Regions from separate parts of the Mus musculus genome. Here region 2 is linked to region 1. The links are chromatin contacts, called in public Hi-C maps. All regions are on one chromosome and are shown on one strand. Each heading gives the region's core, a stretch centred on a gene start, on an enhancer-like site or on the middle of the called end of the contact. The rest is flanking DNA. Distances are from core to core; before and after follow the strand shown.

What was found. Hi-C and Micro-C count contacts between places; a contact is called where the count stands out from the background.
Region 2: a Hi-C map of forebrain shows a contact between it and region 1, with 3 times the contacts expected there. The contact joins the enhancer-like site here to the promoter of Mark1 in region 1. A contact is called at or near these places in 6 of 39 promoter capture datasets (the 3T3-L1 cell line, the HPC-7 cell line, embryonic stem cells and 2 more), 6 of 484 Hi-C or Micro-C datasets (cerebral cortex, cortical neurons, embryonic fibroblasts and 2 more) and 7 of 115 datasets of contacts at active chromatin or transcription factors (embryonic forebrain, embryonic hindbrain, embryonic limb bud and 4 more).

Annotation. Positions count from the first base shown.
Region 1 is chr1:184,998,141-185,000,878 of GRCm38.p6, reverse strand. It overlaps Mark1 (MAP/microtubule affinity regulating kinase 1), which reads left to right and starts at 1,330. Exons shown (of 18, transcript NM_145515.2): 1 at 1,330-1,457. The coding sequence starts at 1,407. Gm39728 (a long non-coding RNA gene) reads right to left here and starts at 1,313. Exons shown (of 5, transcript XR_865821.3): 1 at 1,126-1,313.
Region 2 is chr1:185,149,184-185,151,921 of GRCm38.p6, reverse strand. No RefSeq gene overlaps it. Among named protein-coding and RNA genes, the nearest start is that of Gm34797, 32 kb to the right of the region's middle. Within about 2 kb of position 1,326, at least 17 of the 459 cell types and tissues checked have an H3K27ac peak or open chromatin away from gene starts, as enhancers often do. A contact at or near this core is called in cerebral cortex, cortical neurons and forebrain, where this site is marked.

The DNA of each region.
Region 1 (2,738 bases), core at 81-2,580:
TTAGGTTCTTCTGGCCCATGTTTTAAGGGTCAAGTGTTAAGTTTTCAGAAACAACTTTTAATGAGTCAGGATAAAAACCATCTGGCACAGGAATTCTTCCTCAAATGGATGCATTTGGGAAAGAGGAGTTTCCCATCATCCCAAGATTCCCATTTGAGGTTGAAGAAAGAAAAGGAATAGGGAGATGGTAAAGTTTTATCCTAGAGGCCAAGTGTGCAAAATATCAGAGTAAGAATGACAACATTGCATGGGGACAAATATGCCCAGGACCTGGAGTGGCAGGTGGAGGGAAAGGCAAAGCAGCCTTTTGGAAGGAAGAGTTCCAGACAGACCACAGAGACAGCCTTCTTACTCTCTCTGAATAAGTAGCCTAAGTGACACTTCCTTGTATCCCAGGAAGTGACGATCAGCCACTGTAGACATCAAGTCTCACCCACTCCAGGGATGCTGTGGGGTGCGGGGAGCCCTCTTCCACATGCTTTCTGGGCCAGCTCCTTTCATGAGGCTTTTGTGCCTTTTGTCCACGCCTGCCCCTGAACAACACCTCAGGGCAGAAGGATGCTGAAGGAAGGCTCGAAGAAAACCAGGAATTAAACCAGAGGAGAATTTAAGGATGGGCCAAGTGGAGAGTAGGATGGATGGTACCCAATGCTCCCTCCAGTGAAACAAATAAAAAAATACATAAAAAAGGAGGAAGGAGGGGGATCGTTCTCTATTCGCACGAACCCCATGTGTCCCCAGTGCCGGTTTAAAAGCCACACAAGAATCAACATCAAATCGCAGGACGCCCGCCGGAGGTTCTGAGGGGACAGGCTGATCCGCGGGTGGGGCGAGTCACTAATGAAATCCGGCCCGGCGGGCGGAGGCGGCCCCGCATCCCTAATGAGGGAATGAATGGAGAGGCCCCTCGGCTGGCGCCCGCCCACCCGGCGGCGGCCGCCAAGAGCCTCGGGGCGCTGCGTGCCGTGCCGCGCCCGCCGCTCCGCGCGCACCGGCTCCGGCCGCCGAGGGCTCCGGCTGATCGCGGCGGGGACGGCGCGGAGCGGCGCGCGGGCTCGGGGCCGCGGGGCCCGGCGCGGATGCGGCAGCGGCGGCGGCGACGGCGGCGGCGGCGGCGGCGCTCACCTGAGGCGGCGTGCGGGAGGCGCTGTCAGGGCCGCGCTCGCCGGGCGCCGCGCTGAGGCAGCTCCGGGGCGCCCGCTCTCCACTCAGCCCGCCGCGGCCCTCCGCGCCCGACCGGCGTCCCCGCGGCTCGGTCCCCGCGTCCTCGCCCGCCTTCCCGCCCCGCGGCCTGCGGGAGCCGCGCGCTCCCCGGCGCGGCCTGCTCGCGCGCGCCCGCCCTCGCCGAAGCCCTCCGCGGCCCGCGACCCGCCGGACCCCCCGCTCGACCCCGCTGCCCGCGCAAGATGTCGGCGCGGACGCCATTGCCCACGGTGAACGAGCGGGACACGGAGAACGTGAGTCTCCCGAGCCTCCGGCGCGGCTACCTGGGCGAGCCCGGCCTGACCCCCTTCCCCGTCCTTCCCGTCCCTACGCGGGGAGCCCCGGGGCGGCCCTCTGCTCGGAGGGGGTCCTGCCTGAGGGGATGCGGAGGGTGATGGAGGGCAGAGGGTGGGCGTCCAGAGTGGCTTCGTGAGCACCCCAACATTCTGGTCGCGCCCCCAGCCCCCCACTCGAGTGAATGGATGCTTGCTTGGCTGCAGCCCACGAGCCAGCCGAACCTCTTACACCTCGGCTGTCCTGGGATCTTTCAGCCCTTTGCTTTTCTGGATTTTTTTGAGTCCTTTGCAAACATACACCCCACCCCACCCCCGCATTGCCCCATGACTTTGCTTTTTGTAACATCAGGTCCACATTGGGGGGTGGGGGGGGGCACGGGCACCTTAGGGATAAAGAGGGCAGTGAAGTAGAGGGGTGTGTGTGTGTGTGTGACTTTATGTCACTGCAATACTCTCAGTGAAGAGTGGAAGATTTCACTTACAGCTTCTGTAGCCCCAAGGTGAGAAAGAAAAGATTTAAGAACCCCAAGAAGCCAGCTGTCTTCTTCTCTTCCTCAATCCAGTGTTCGTGACTCAGGGACAGGTTTTAAGTACTTCTCCTCAGAGTGTCACAAGGCACATTTCTTTGAAGGCAGGATTTTTCTGTGTCTGATCAAATTGCCCTCAGGAGCTTCTTTGTTTAGTTTGGTTTGGTTTAATTTTTTTTTTTTTTTTTTTTTGTTTTTAAATCAAGATTGAGATGTTCACTCGCCGTATTTGAAGTCTAACAAAACCAAGAGAAAGGCCAATTGTAATTTCATCTTCTGAGACGGACGATTGTGTTTATATGTGTGTGCAGGTTCCTTTGCAGGAAAGGTGGCTTTCTGTCACTGTTGTTTTTAAAATTCTCCGCGACCTGCCAAGGGGCCCGGAGGCTCCAGAGGGTCTGGCCTGATTGCTGACAAGTTTTAAGGAACTAGGGGGTTCTAGGCTTTGCGTGGCCGACCAGAGAGCTCTCTGGGTGTCTACGCCCCTCATCGGTCCTCCAGTGCTTAATGTACCAGTGACTTCATAGGGATTGTAAAGTAAAAATACTCAAGTGCTTTGGTGTTCTGAGACAAAAGATAGGGGAGGAGAGACAGGCAGGCTCGCTTTTCGAAGGGGCAAATGAGGCACAAACATGGGTGTTTTATCTAGAGAGTAGGGTTTGCATGTACTATATTTATTTGAAGGGATAAGAACACAATTCTACAGAGACCA
Region 2 (2,738 bases), core at 77-2,576, 150 kb before region 1:
TAGTTTTACAAGTTATTGGTTAGAGGGTAGTGGGGAGGGAGTCCAACACCAATAGTCTCTAATCCTAATCCTGCCAACTAGCAACCTAACAACACACATCGCCGTGTGTCTGTCTGGAACACGCACGCAAATGCTCTGGTGACCATGTTGTCTTAAAACCAGAGCATTGCTTCTGGAAGTCTGATGCTGCTGCCTTTAAATTATTCAGTGAACCTTTTTCCGGTTCACAGGGCTGCAACAGCAGGGAAAGCAGTGGGAAAGAGCCAAGATTTAACAGGCAGAGAAACAGAAAGGGGAAGAGGTGGCAACAGGAAGGCGCTAACAGGGACCTGCTGACCAGGGCCACTGCAGAGCCCGTTCTCCAGTGGGTATTGAGAGACGAGTGTGAAGCATTGGAGTGGCTCTCAGTCAGCGTCATCATTACCACCTTAGGGACATTCATTAACCCGTCTGTTTCCGTGTATATTGCTCGTGGGTTTTTTTCTTTCTAGACTGCTGTTTGAGGACAATAACTTCATTTTGTGTCATTTTAATGTTATTTACCCAGATCTGGCTCTTGATAGAAATCTGACACGTGGGATCTGTTCAGTTTGGTCCCCTTCCCTTTAGCTCTAGCCTAGATCTGTCCCACACATCTGTCACAAAAGAAACCCATCTCTTGACAGTTTAGTTCACCATGACTCATACACTGAAAGGCGGCCTCTCTAGATTGAAAAGAAGGAGTTTCAAAGGGATTAATTGTTCAGTGGCTAAGAAACTTAATCCTTTAAAAGTAACTGAGCTTATAGCACCCTCAAATTTGATTTTTAGCATGGCAGGATGGAGGCTTTCTATGTTCCTCGGGTCAATGGCTGGGGCCCGTGAGTAAAACCAGTACAAGGCAGAGGAGCAACCGAAAACCGAAATCAGTTTGAATCACGTGCATCTATCTACATCGTCACCCACAGAGGAAGCCGTAGCTCAGGAAGCAGCCAGAACCAGGCGTTTACACGTGAAATCTTAGGCTTGATCAGGAAAGGGAGATTTTAATCCTGATGGGAAAGGGACTTCTGAGAAAATACCTAAGAACTGGATGGTGGGCAGGGCAGTCTGGTAAGCCGCAGCCTGCAGATATGGTGCTTTCTCTCATGGTGAGTGACCGCTTTCATCCTTTCCTCTGGGTACAGGAGAGTGTGCCACCTTTACAAGTAGGAATTGCTTTTCTAAGTGGAGATGTCCTTAAAAAGGGAAACTTACATCTATTTCCAGTGCTTTCCCTGGGTCTGCTATTCCTCAACTGCCTTCAGCACAGAATAGGCCATATGCCGAGGAGCCTATTTTGGGGTGGCGTATTCCTGTCTCCACCACCCATCATCCTTCTTTCTATATCGGGATAGACTATTAAAACCATCTGTGCTTCAGTTTACATGGTCAATACATTTGGGAACCGTAATACTTATTTCTGTCAGTCTCTGGTATTGCCAGGATGCTCTGTCTAATGGAATCTGGTGACTGAATATGTATGTCTTACACTGTGTCTTAAAGCGAGAACGTTTATATTCTTTCACGACATTGGGTAGGATCAGAACCCACTGAATACATGTCAGCATCAGTCAACACAAAGATGAAAGAGAAGCAGAGATGTTAGTGGGCTGTGGCGAGCCCAGTGGGATTGCCACGTTGCGTGTCATCTGGGCAGAGGAAGCACTAATGGCCAAAGCTGAATATTTGCTGCTTGCCTCCCTGGTCCCCAGTCCTGCTTTTGTCAAGAGCCCCTGTTCTCCTTTGGGATCGGTTTCTTTTCCATCTTATCCCTTATGGTCCAGATGGGGCTCTTGCTCTGAGGGTGGGAGCTGGATTAAGGCCTAAACCAATTGTCACTGCTTATTTTGTTGGCACAGGGTAGGGCAGAAATCCATACCAGTTGAATGACCATGAATATCTGGACATTTCTTAATAGTTCTGAATAAGAAATGTTTACTGTATTCCCCAGATAAAAACCAGCAAGGAAGGACAGGAACCCCAAATGACAGTTCTGAGAGCATCCGTGCTAGAGGCCACACATGCCAGAGAGCTCTAGACCTTATTCCTCCTCCCCTTATCTCCTAGGTGAACAGCTCTGCCCAGAGATTGGAGGGAGACAGAGGGCGGTGACTGGAGTTGTGAGCTCACCTACTCTACAACTTTATTCCAGTCTCTTCCATAAGTCAGTCCCTTACAATACACCCAGACTGACCCCTCCTGCTGCAGTAGGATCTCTGTATCTTCCCTCCCCTCCCTCCCTCCCTCCCTCCCTCCCTCCCTCCCTCTCTTCCTCTCTTTCTCTCCCTCCTTCCCTTCTCCACTTAGAAATCCATAATAAACTTCTTTCTAAAACTCACCCTCTGTGGTCTGTGAATTTCATTCTTTAAATTTGCAAGACAAGACCCTGAAGGCCACTGGCTTCTGTGGCCTTCAAGTGGTTTTTCTTTCCAGGCCCCTAGCTGTTTAAGTGGAGACAGCAGCCATTGTTCTCAAAGACAACCAATATTCCTGCATCACAAGAAAGATGTTTCCAGAGCAGGTAGCACTATTTTAGGGCTGTAGAGAAAGAGAATCAGAGAAAGGAATCAACACAGAAGCTGACTCATAGGACACATAGAAAGTCAGCCCCAGAAACTAGTTGAATATTCGTGCCTGAACTTTTGAACTTCCCAAGGAAATGAGCTGATAATTTTTTTTTTGATTCAGATTGATTTGAGTCAAATATGGTATTATTT